2 separate regions of the Bombyx mori genome follow, and region 1 is linked to region 2. Evidence: chromatin contacts called from public Hi-C data. All regions are on one chromosome and are shown on one strand. The core of a region is the stretch at or near the end of the contact, and the rest is flanking DNA. Distances in the headings are between cores, read along the strand shown. Region 1 overlaps LOC101747022 (membrane-bound alkaline phosphatase-like). Region 2 has its middle 8.8 kb from the start of LOC101747022.

Region 1 (5,853 bases), core at 2,769-5,268, 47 kb after region 2:
TTTTATTTGCATACATTTATATAGTGGCTCTCATGACTGCACTTAAGATAAATGCGGCCCTGGTCATATTCTTCAAGATGTGTTAGTCACGATTCATTAAACTAACAGCTATCCTAACTTTGAATACGGAACGTAGCCATTAGGATTTGAACATCGGTATTGTTGTATCGTTACACAGGAGTACACCCAACTTCTTATCTTTTGAGCCAAGCAAGAGCTCGAACTTTGAAGTTTAGTTGAAAATAAAATTTGACAAAGTCAGTTCAAACAACTACACTCGGGTTATCCACGCTAGTGTAATATCATTATAACCTGGACTATCCATACTTGTCTTTAATGTTTACCCGTTTCAAGATTCCAATGCTAGTTATAGTCCAGTGACTTCGCTTATGAATTTGAGGCTTCGGTTATAATGCGATTCACCTGGATCTTAGGATTTAGGGCTATTGAATATGAATATTTTGGATGCAACCTATACTCACGACATATTAACGTTTTGCTCTCGATTTTAGTGCCATCTTTGTTTTTCCAGACATACTGCTTAGACGCCCAAGTGCCGGATTCAGCGTGCACCGCCACCTCATACCTGACCGGAGTGAAGACTAAATACGGAGTAATAGGCTTAGATGGGAACGTGACCCGAGGATCATGTCACTCCCAACTCCACAAAGGAAACTGGGCGCCGTCTATTGGACAATGGGCCATTGAAAACGGATTAGACGTTGGTTTGTAGCTATTTATATTTATTTATAGCTTTACCGGTGGTAGGACCTCTTGTGAGTCCGCACGGGTCGGTACTACCACCCTGTCTGTTTCAGCCGTGAAGCAGTAATGCGTTTCGGTTTTTTAGGCCAAGGCAGCCGTTGTAACTATACTGAGACCTTAGAACTTATATCTCAAGGTGGGTGGCACATTTACGTTGTAAATGTCTATGGGCTTTAGTAACCACTTAATACCAGGTGGGCTGTGAACTCGTCCAGCCATCTATATCCCACCCATTTTTTGGATATTGAACATAAAATTAATGTAATTAGTGGTCCCCCGGTAGTCGAGATTCGACTTTAATTAATTGAAATTATAAGCTTGTACACTGTTGTGATTCTATTGTCAAAGAACTTTATTATACTTCTATAATCACAGATTTCGCCAAGACTACACTTTAGACATATATTAGTAAAGATAAAAAATATTTAATTTTAATGTATTCTCAACAGACTATAAGCATTAAGAAAAGTTAGACAATATACAAATAGTATGCTGCGTGTGTGTGTCAAATACATGGTAGTACAAATACATGGTTATAGATAATTTAAAAAAATTAACACTCTGCACGCCTTCTCTTTATTCTCTATAAGTGTGGGAAATTTCATACTCCTCCGTCCGCGCAATTTTCGTAAAAAGGGTACAAATTTTTTGCTTCACGTATTAATATATAGATTGTATAGAAGAGTAGAGCATTCCCACTAGTGTATTAGGGAGAGCATGACCTATTAGCAATTTAACTAAACTTAATTCAATTAAAAATATACAGCAGAAAAAAAATAATGCATACAAAGTAACATGTAACCAAATAAAAAAGATTGCCATATTTTGATATTTTATATATTTTTTTAATCGGAAGACACAAAGCATAAGTTAATCTAATAGAACAACATTCACTTCTAACTGGCGAACAATAGAACAATTTACTACTTATATAGTCACACAGACATTAAGCAGTTATTAATTTTAACATTTATATTCTCTTACCACAGTCAATGATTGTTATTAGTCGATCGTTTTGTTCCGAACCTTAAGTTCTATGACGGAGTACAAGAGCAGAATGTTTTTTTTATTAAATACTAGCGACCCGCCCTCGCTTCGCTTCGGAAACATTAATTTTTATTATTGCTGATAGCTGAGTCCCGCGATGTTTCCCGCGGTTATTGTCGTACCGCGGGTGACGCCGCGGGGCGAAGCTAGTCTAAGAAAAGTAGTTTAAGTTACTCTTTATATTATCAACTACATATCAGTGAAAGTCTCGTCATGATCGGTCCAGCCGTTCCAGAGATTAGCCGGAACAAACAGACAGACAAAAATTGTAAAAAAAATTATTTTGGTGTATGTACCGTATATATATTCTTATGTATGTCGTAAAAAGTGTTATTTCAATATTACAAACAGACACTCCAATATTTTTTTTTATATGTATAGATATATTTTTCTACATTTAAACCTTATTTAATGAAGTTGTAATTTTAGACTGTATGCATGAAAACCGAATTATATAATCACATATAAAGTTTTATGTCTCTGCTTAAAACCGAATTTGACTTGCTCGATTTGGAATTATGGAAGCCATGTTGTTTTGTTACTGTTTAAATGAGTGGACGAGGTCACGGTCCGCTTGATGTTAAATGGTTACTGTAACCCATGGATATCACAACGTTATTACCACTAATCTCTTGATCTATATCTCGACTATAGTTTTTAAGTACCTACCTATCGACGTCAAAGCGCAATTAACTTTTTATTTATTGCCACTGTAGACAGACAAGCATACGGCCCACCTGATGGTCAGTGGCTACCGTCGCCCATGGACTTCAGCAATGCCAGGGGCAGAGCCAAGCCGCTGCCTAAGAAATACATTCCTTTACGATGATACTGATAGTTTTTCTTTACATTTTCATTCGTTTTCAGGTTTGGTTACAACAACTAGAGTGACGCACGCCTCACCCGCCGGCATGTATGCTCACGTTTCCGAGAGAAATTGGGAGTCGGACGTTGATGTACCAGCGGAGTGCCTGACCCTTGGCTGCCGGGATATCGCGTACCAGCTCGTCATGGACAACCCAGGGAGACAGTTCAAGGTAACGATCATAATAATAATAATGATAATAAATATAAAGGATGCGACGGTCAACATTTGTCGGCCATGCTACCGTCTAGGAGACTATTAGACATATTGTTTCTGGCTGTTCTCGATTTGCTAATGGCGGTTACTTGCATAGACCTAACGAAATGGCTAGGATTATCCATCAACAAACTGCCCTGAAATAGGGTTTTCTTGATTCTAGTGTACCTTATTACCAATACCAACCTCAACCGGTTCTTGATAATGGTCATGTTACACTCTACTGGGACCGATCTATTATCACGGATAGGTATATTGTTGGCAATAAGCCTGATATCGTGATAATAGATCGGTCTGCGCATCGAGCAGTGTTGGTTGATGTCACCATTCATCGTGACGAGAACCTCGCGAAGGCAGAAAAGGACAATTTATAATTTATTTAGACCTGTCCCACGAGACTACCGCCATGTGGCATGTTGATTCAATCATCATTTCTCCAATAGTTGTGTCGGTACACGGTTTGATAGCGAAAAGTTTCGATCAACATCTTAAGAAACTTTCGTTATCCAGCTGGGTTAGGGGCCTGATACAGAAGGTAGTTATCCTCGATATTGTGAGGTTTCTCTCTCTGGAGTCCTAACCACTGGTGGCTTGTGTCGTAGACACCGCCATCAGCGGCAGTCTATTTTTATATAGTGTTTTTAAAAAAATGTATTTTTAATATCCTTTTTTTTTTAAATTGTGTAGTTAATAAGATTTTAAATAAATAAACAGTTCAACGGCTGCCCCGCCGTTCAAACCGAAACGCATTACTGCTTCACCCCAAAAATAGGCAGGGTGGTGGTACCTACCCGTGCGGACTCATAAGACGTCCTACCACTAGTAATGACGCAAATTATAATTTTGCGGGTTTGATTTTTATTACACGATGTTATTCCTTCACCGTGGAAGTCAATCGTGAACATTTATTAGTACGTATTTCATTAGAAAAATCGGTACCCGCCTGCGGGATTCGAACACTGTTGTATCGTTAGATACAAATGTACCGGACGTCTTTAGGCCAGGACGACTATTTATTTTTAAATCGTATCTCAGAATAAAAAAAAACCACAATGTATTTTATTAGTGATGTCGTGATGGCCTTATCAAATGTAGTCGTGAAAATAAGTCGTGCTGCAGTAATTAATTTGTTTTAAAGTGACAAAAGAATTCCGTAGCTTATCTTCTGCTTTGTGAAGATGTTGTTAATAAATAAAATAAAATAAAACTCAGTTTCATTATTTACAAAATGCAAGGCAGGCAGCGGCTCGGCTGCACAGGCAGTGGCTTCGCTCTGTCCCTGGCATTGCTTACGTCCATGGAACGGTAACCACTCACCATCAGGTGGACCGTGTGCTCGTACGCGTACAAGGGCAAAAAACATTAAAAAAAATCGTCAGACATCAATAACTATATAACAAATACTTACTTAATACCTGCTAAAAAAATCTTTAAAATCAATAAGCTTATGCGTTTAATAATTGTTTTCTTTTTTAAAACTTTTATTGCTTAGATGTGGACGAGCTCACAGCCCAACTGGTGTTAAGTGGTTCCTGGAGCCCAAAGACATCTACAACGTAAATGCGCCACCCACTTTGAGTTAAAAGTTCTAAGGTCTCAGTATAGTTACAACGGCTGCCGCACCCTTCAAGCCGAAACGCATAGCCATAGTGAATAGCCTGTACATTTGTTTCCAGGTCATCTTGGGCGGCGGCAGACGAGAATTCCTCCCGAACGTCACTGGCTTTGGTAACAACACCGGGAAACGGGTTGATGGAGTGGATCTAACCGAGCTGTGGCACGTGGATAAGCTCCAGAAGAATGTGAGCCATCAGTACGTGACAGACAGACTGGAGCTCTTGAAGGTCTGTAGATATTTTTTGACGTGACAACGTCTTATAATTCGATGGAGCCGGCTGCACGCACGAAAAAACATGACTCATGCGGCGTTACCTCGCTCTGAGGCGACTTGAGTGAGCGATGCATCCGCGTGGACAGCTGCTATACAATAATACATTTACATGTTTTCGTCAAGTATGAAGTTCGGTGAAAAGTGAATGTGGTGTCAATTGTTTATAGCAATGATAATTGCGTTAATTGAAAAATGAAACCATTCCATCAGTACTTTCTTATGACGTTGTCACGTTCAACTATCGTCAGTAAACCGACTTTACAGACAACCGATTTTTTTTTATCTATCTATTCGCTGGTAGTCTAAGAGGCTATTTCAGCTACGCCCGGACTGGTAAGTAAGCTCACGGGCTCAACCTGAGAGAATTCGCTAACACTAGCCCTAGCAAGAGCAGTGCTTCGTAGAATCTACCACCGAATAGAAATCGCAACCCACTGAGAAGATATGACGTAAACTGAGTGGGCTAAATTTGATTGGGAGGGCATCTATGTTAACGCACACGGGAAGGAACTTCATCCCGCCTTCCAGCCGCGGAGCAATGACGCGTTTAAGCTTGGAAGGTGGGGGAACAGTTGTATTTCAGTCTGAGGCCTCATGTCTCAAGGTGAGTGTCGGCATTCACGGATCAGTATCGAAGAGAGTCTTTGGACATCGTCAACCATTTAATGCCTGGTGAGCCGTGACCTAGCACACAGGCTTATGGAATTAAAAAAAAATCTTATGTTACCTACATATTATTATCTACTACGTTAGCTAATTAAATCGATCGTCTTTTTCATTTTGATGTTCCTAAGTATTTATTATTTATTTGTTGATACATAATGATGTATTTGGTTTTCTGTCGCACTTGGGCTAGACAGACAGTGGTCATGTACCCTCATATCAGACTTGGAGTAGTAGTACTTGGAAATGCTCCCAAAATCGAAGACCGTTAGCTTTGATTGATACTGAAATTTAGTTATATCAAAAAATTAAGTTATTTATAACAGAGACATCTAGTAGTGGTAGTAAGAACTAAGTTAAAATCACCCGAGTACGATTGAGTTTTAGCAAAGATAAAATTATTGGT
Region 2 (5,889 bases), core at 1,072-3,571:
CAAGGGCGCGCGTAACTCTCTGAGTAACTTTGAGTCCTCCGATAAAGCCCTTAATGAGCGACCGCCTCTCATTGCCGTATGTCATTACTGTCTATACACAATATTAAAAAAATATAATTTGTAAGCACAACGCTAATTGAGATAAGAAGCTTTTACACAGGCCCCACTAAGTGTCCATCCACTCGGATTATTCAGTCAGATTAGTCAGACCTGCCTAGCTGGAAAATTAATGCTATGTAAACACACTCTGGAGGATGAAAGATCTTTAGTGGAGTGGGCTCGTGTGCATACGACAAATTTTTTTTATTTATTTATTTATTTATTTATGTACACACAGAAAACAAGACACAGTACAGAGTAATAGGAAAATTATGTACAAAGGCACTGCTTATTTCTTTGAGAAATCTCTTCCAGCAGACCTGCGAGAGGATAATGAGAATAATAATAAAAAGTGATAAGTGTGTGTAGAACAAATAACACATAACTAAAATAACAAATACAACATGAGAATTATAGCACATACACATAGCAAATATTATAAGTAACACAGTAACACTCGTATATGCGAAGAGTATAGAACCATGATCATTCGGTTGATGATAGATAAAATTGTTTGACCTTGTATTTAAAAACGGAAACAGACTTGCAAACTCGGATGTCAGCCGGCAACGAATTCCACAGTCTGACCGCGTGCACAGTAAAGGAGTGAGAATAGACATAATATATTTACATACAGCATTCCAATACGTGTCTATGTAATGCCATTTTTCAATATGAATTCCCCTTTTAAAATAACAAAACTAAGTGACTCGGTTGTTCACAAGACCATAGTATGAAGATTTTAATGACATAACTTTTATTCGATAGGAATAACTCTATATTACGATCTAAATTAGAACGACAATAGGTGACTGACATGAACAAAGATAACATCGCGATTTCTAGACAATTACGCAATATATTCGTTCCCCAGAAATACGGGCGTGGTACCGAAATTATCTAAATTAATTCAACGGCCGGATGAGCCGAGAGACTACACTATCAGCTGTAATAAGAAGAAAAAAAACATGATAACAAAATGTCATTCGTTGAAACGACTCGTCAACGTAAATTGTTGTAAACAGGAGGACGTATCGAAGTGTTTTTTGATCCCAAATTAATTAAAGTAATTTCTTCGTTTTTCGCGAGGCGTTGGTTTTTTTAAATTTCTTGTAGATGGGCGGACGAGCTCAATTAAACTAAGGCTATTAGCATCCCTGCAGTGGTTCTGAAAACGTGCGCCCCTGAGATGACGCCTGCGCTAACGCGTTTGTATCGCCTCTCTTATTGCACTAACAGGATTCCATCTTCATTTAAGACCTCCCTCCTCCACCCTATCCCCAAGAAGGGTGAACGGTCGGACTCATCGAGCTATAGGCCTATCGCGATAACTTCTTTGCTTTCCAAGGTGATGGAGCGGATAATAAATATACAACTCCTGAAGTATCTTGAAGATCGCCAGCTGATCAGTGACTGACAGTGCGGTTTCCGTCACGGTCGCTCAGCTGGCGATCTTCTTGTATACCTTACTCACAGGTGGGCTGAAGCTTTGGAGAGCAAGGGCGAGGCTCTTGCTGTGAGCCTTGATATCGCGAAGACCTTCAACAGGGTCTGGCATAGGGCACTTCTGTCAAAGCTACCATCTTACGGAATCCCCGAGGGTCTCTGCAAGTGGATCACTAGCTTTTTGGATGGGCGGAGTATCACGGTCGTTGTAGACGTGACTGTTCAGATACCATGACCATTAACGCTGGCTTTTCACAAGGTTCAGTGCTCTCCCCCACGCTTTTCATCCTGTATATCAATGACATGCTTTCTATGATGGCATGCATCGCTATGCAGATGACAGCACGGGGGATGCGCGATATATCGGCCATCAGAGTCTCTCTCGGAGCGTGGTGCAAGAGAGACGATCAAAACTTGTGTCTGAAGTGGAGAACTCTCTGGGGCGAGTCTCCGAATGGGGTGAATTGAACTTGGTTGAGATTGTGTCCTGTTAAGGGACACAAGTTTGCGCAATCACTGCAAAGAAGGACCCTTTGTCATGGCGCCGCAATTCCAAGGAGTATCCCTGCAACCTTCCTAGAGTATCGGGATACTTGGGGTCGACATTTCGAGCGATAGTTTCGGAGTCCTTTGGAAAGCAAAGCCAAGAATTGATTTCAGAATTACCAAACAAAAAAAAACCTTTTTCCTCCTTCGATTAATCATTTAAAGCCCCTACTAACTTGCACAGAGTACGGCTCTGCCTAATGACGTCATATTTGAGCACGTGCTGCCACAGTACAACCAATCAGATCGCTCCGTCTTGACACACCACACGACGCCACCACGCGGCATGCGCCTGAGGTGTGGCAGTAGAGTTGTAAATAGCATGGTGATGGATAATTTTTAGTGTAATTTTATCAAGCTACAGAGACATAAATTAATAAAGACACTTGCTTACGTTCGTGAGATTACACAAGTGTACCGTTAGCTTATGGAATCGTGGCTGTCGTCTGCTATTCTATATATGTATATATTTATTAGTTAGATGGGTGGACAAGCTCGCGGCCCACCTGGTGTTAAGTGGTTAGCGGAGCCCATAGACATCTACAACGTAAAGGCCGCCACCCACCCTGAGATATAAGTTCTAAGTTCTCTGTTTTTTTACAGTACAACGACTGCCTTATCCTTCAAACCGAAACGCATTATTGCTTCACGGCAGAAATAGGCAGGGCGGTAGTACCTACTCGTGCGGACTCACAAGAGGTCCTATCTTCTCCTCCTCGCGTCGTTTCCTCACTGCTGAGGGTCGTGACCATTATAATTTGACACGATTTTACTCCTTGTGATGTCCCGCCAGCGCCTCCGATCATTGGCCGCATGAAGGGCGTCGTGGAATGGGATCTCTAGAGGTCCTATAGCACCAGTAATTACGCAAATTATAATTTTGCGGGTTTGATTTTTATTGCACGATGTTATTACTTCATCGTGGAAATCAATCGTGAAAATGTGTTAAGTACGTATTTCATTAGAAAAATTGGTACCCGCCTGCGGGATTCGAACACCGGTGCATCGCTAGATACTAATGCACCGGACGTCTTATCCTTTAGGCCGCGACGACTAAACCTAACTTACTACAATATCCTGACAACGCTGAGTCCGCACGGGTAGGTACTACCGCCCTGCCTATTTCTGCCGTGAAGCGGTAATGCGTTTCTGTTTGAAGGGTGGGGCAGCCGTTGTATCTATACTTGAGAACTTAGAACTTATATCTCAAGGTGTGTGGCATAAATTTTTTTTTATTGCTTTGTTGGATGGACGAGCTCACAGCCCACCTGGTGTTAAGTGGTTACTGGAGCCCATAGACATCTACAACGTAAATGCGCCACCCACCTTGAGATATAAGTTCTAAGGTCTCAGTATAGTTACAACGGCTACCCCACAATTCGAACCGAAACGCATTACTGCTTCACGGCGGAAATAGGCGGGGTGGTGGTCTAAGCAATGAAAAAAAAAGTATTTATTTTACACGAAAATCACGTAAACAGAAAGTGTCATATTAAAGATTGAATCCAAATTAATTTAACTCAAACCTAAAACGATTACAACGCGCTGAATAGATAACGTATATATAAATATATTTTAATAAATGTAATTACGTACATATTTTATCGTTCTTACATTAAATCCCGTTCCTTGTAATGCCGCAGTCATGAGGTTATCGCAGAGATTAAAAAAATTATATTAAGTATGAAGACATTTTTTTTGTTTAATGGGAAATGAAATGGGAAAGTTTGGGCGACCGAACTGAAAAAAATGTGATAGTAAAACCGTAAGAAAAAATCCGTGGAAAAAAGTGCGTGGAATAAAACCGTTAAATGCGACGTGCGCAGGCGCGACAGTCGCATACACAAGCGAGTAGTGTATAATACCTTTCTCTGTCTCCCTCTTTCTTTTCGTTCTCTCATCCATTCTCTTTCTATTTTACGTAATTTATTATTTCCTAAAATACTGAATTTCCTAAATACTTTCCTATACTTAAATAAAAACTAATCAGCAAAATTTAAGAGAAAAATCAAGATAACCTACATAAAATTGAGCACGATTTTTTTTTGCAAATTGTGTCGATTCTACATTAGCCGAAGGAACTTCGTTCCTACCTGGTGTCCCACGACACCACATTCTTTTTTTATATGATTTACGACAGTGGAAGTATTATTGAATAGTAATGTCATGAATGGCATTGTTAAGTTGAAGAAACTCGTGATCCGGTCCACCATCATCATTCTATTTATTGCACTAGATCAGGGATGAGCAACTATTTTAAATAAAATTTTAAATTTTTTTGACTGGCCCCACATATTATATAAAACTTTATTCATAATAAACATTAGAATAAAAAAAATACAAAAAAAAAGAATAAAAGAACAGAAAAACCGAATTGATGGGAGAAAGTCGATAAAATAAATTCAATTTTAGAAATACTTGACGGGCCTCGTGTTCCTCATTCTTGCACTAGATCAATGGACAAGTGCAGAAACCTTGGATAGTTGGTAACAAAATTCCATAGACACACCACCAGATCACAACATGAAATGCACTATTGAGTGTAGTATAGGGTTAGCGGTCGTGAAAAAGTAACTGAAACATTTAAGTTTGAGCATTTCTTTAGCTATAATTTAGATTAACTGTAGGCAACGGCTTGCCTCTACCCCTGGTTGCTGAAGTCCATGGGCGACGGTACCACTTACCATAATGCTTTCGCCTGTCTATGCTCATGAATGCTCGTCTGCCTACAAGGGCAATAAAATATATTATCTCTTATTATTTATTTCTCTTATGTTTAGATTCGTTATATTTTATCCTTTTTTTATGGGCTTCGGATCCGACAAACCAGACTTGGACCGTCGACCTTGTTTTTTCAGGCAGGGGCTGATCTTCCTGCGAGGTGTTCACGCTTTGGGGGCTTCGATCAACAATGGGGGCAATGCGTACAAAATGCGGAGCGTCTGAATACTAACTAAATATTTGGGTAGTTTGATAAATATTTGGGTAGTTTACGTATCGACATGTACGGACGTGTCTTAGTTTGCGCATCTATAACGTTTTAACCATTTAAAATTATTTTGCTGTGAATTTAGCATTGATTTCTGTAAAAAAATTTAATCAAAATTTCTTTAAAAGATACTTTTTTTTCAAAAATCCTGTAGCCTATTTTTGGAAAATATCTGAAAATAAACACAGCACTAAAAGGGTTAATAAGTAGCCGAAATTGATTGCGTCAATTATTCTCAACAATACATTCAGCGTGTTTATTTGTGCAGTTATATAACGAAAGTCAAGGGCAAATGCACTTACATTTCAATTGTGGCCTGTCCAGGTCAAAGCCATGTATAATTAAGCAATGCGTTACGTGCTCCAGGTCAAATGGACGTTCAAATGTGGTGAATGGCGCCGCCAAACTTACAGTTCTGTGTGCTTAGTGCGAGTTTTTTAACGTTCTCGACAGCGATTTTTTTTCCTACCTAAGCTGGTCGCCTTGAGAGGCTATTCCAGCGTAACCTTAACTAGTAGGTGAGCTCACGGGGCTCAAACCTGACGACGTTGCTAACACGAACCCTAGCAAGAGCCGTGCTTCGCAGAATCTACCACCGGATGGGAAACGCGACCCACTGAGAAGATCCGGCGAGAAACTCAGTGGGCTGTGTCTGAGGGTTAATTTACTCGTCGAACCCTTCGTCGCAAGCGACGGGTTCGACGAGAACGGTGACCGGTGCTTGAAGTACCTAAAAGCACCGTTAGTGGATCGGGAGGATCGGAGATGACGTGTTTTGGGCGACGTCGACTGCATTCCATTCTTTCCGC

The links. Hi-C and Micro-C count contacts between places; a contact is called where the count stands out from the background.
Region 1: a contact with region 2 is called in a Hi-C map of whole pupa, with 7 times the contacts expected there. The contact joins two enhancer-like sites. A contact is called at or near these places in 2 of 7 Hi-C or Micro-C datasets (middle silk gland and whole pupa).

Annotation. Positions count from the first base shown.
Region 1 is chr8:13,609,318-13,615,170 of ASM3026992v2, forward strand. It overlaps LOC101747022 (membrane-bound alkaline phosphatase-like), which reads left to right. Exons shown (of 8, transcript XM_021346269.3): 3 at 533-725; 4 at 2,680-2,849; 5 at 4,570-4,737. Among protein-coding and RNA genes, the nearest start is that of LOC134199298, 26 kb to the right of the region's middle. Within about 2 kb of position 4,019, at least 2 of the 8 cell types and tissues checked have open chromatin away from gene starts, as enhancers often do.
Region 2 is chr8:13,563,685-13,569,573 of ASM3026992v2, forward strand. No RefSeq gene overlaps it. Among protein-coding and RNA genes, the nearest start is that of LOC101747022, 8.8 kb to the right of the region's middle. Within about 2 kb of position 2,322, at least 8 of the 8 cell types and tissues checked have open chromatin away from gene starts, as enhancers often do.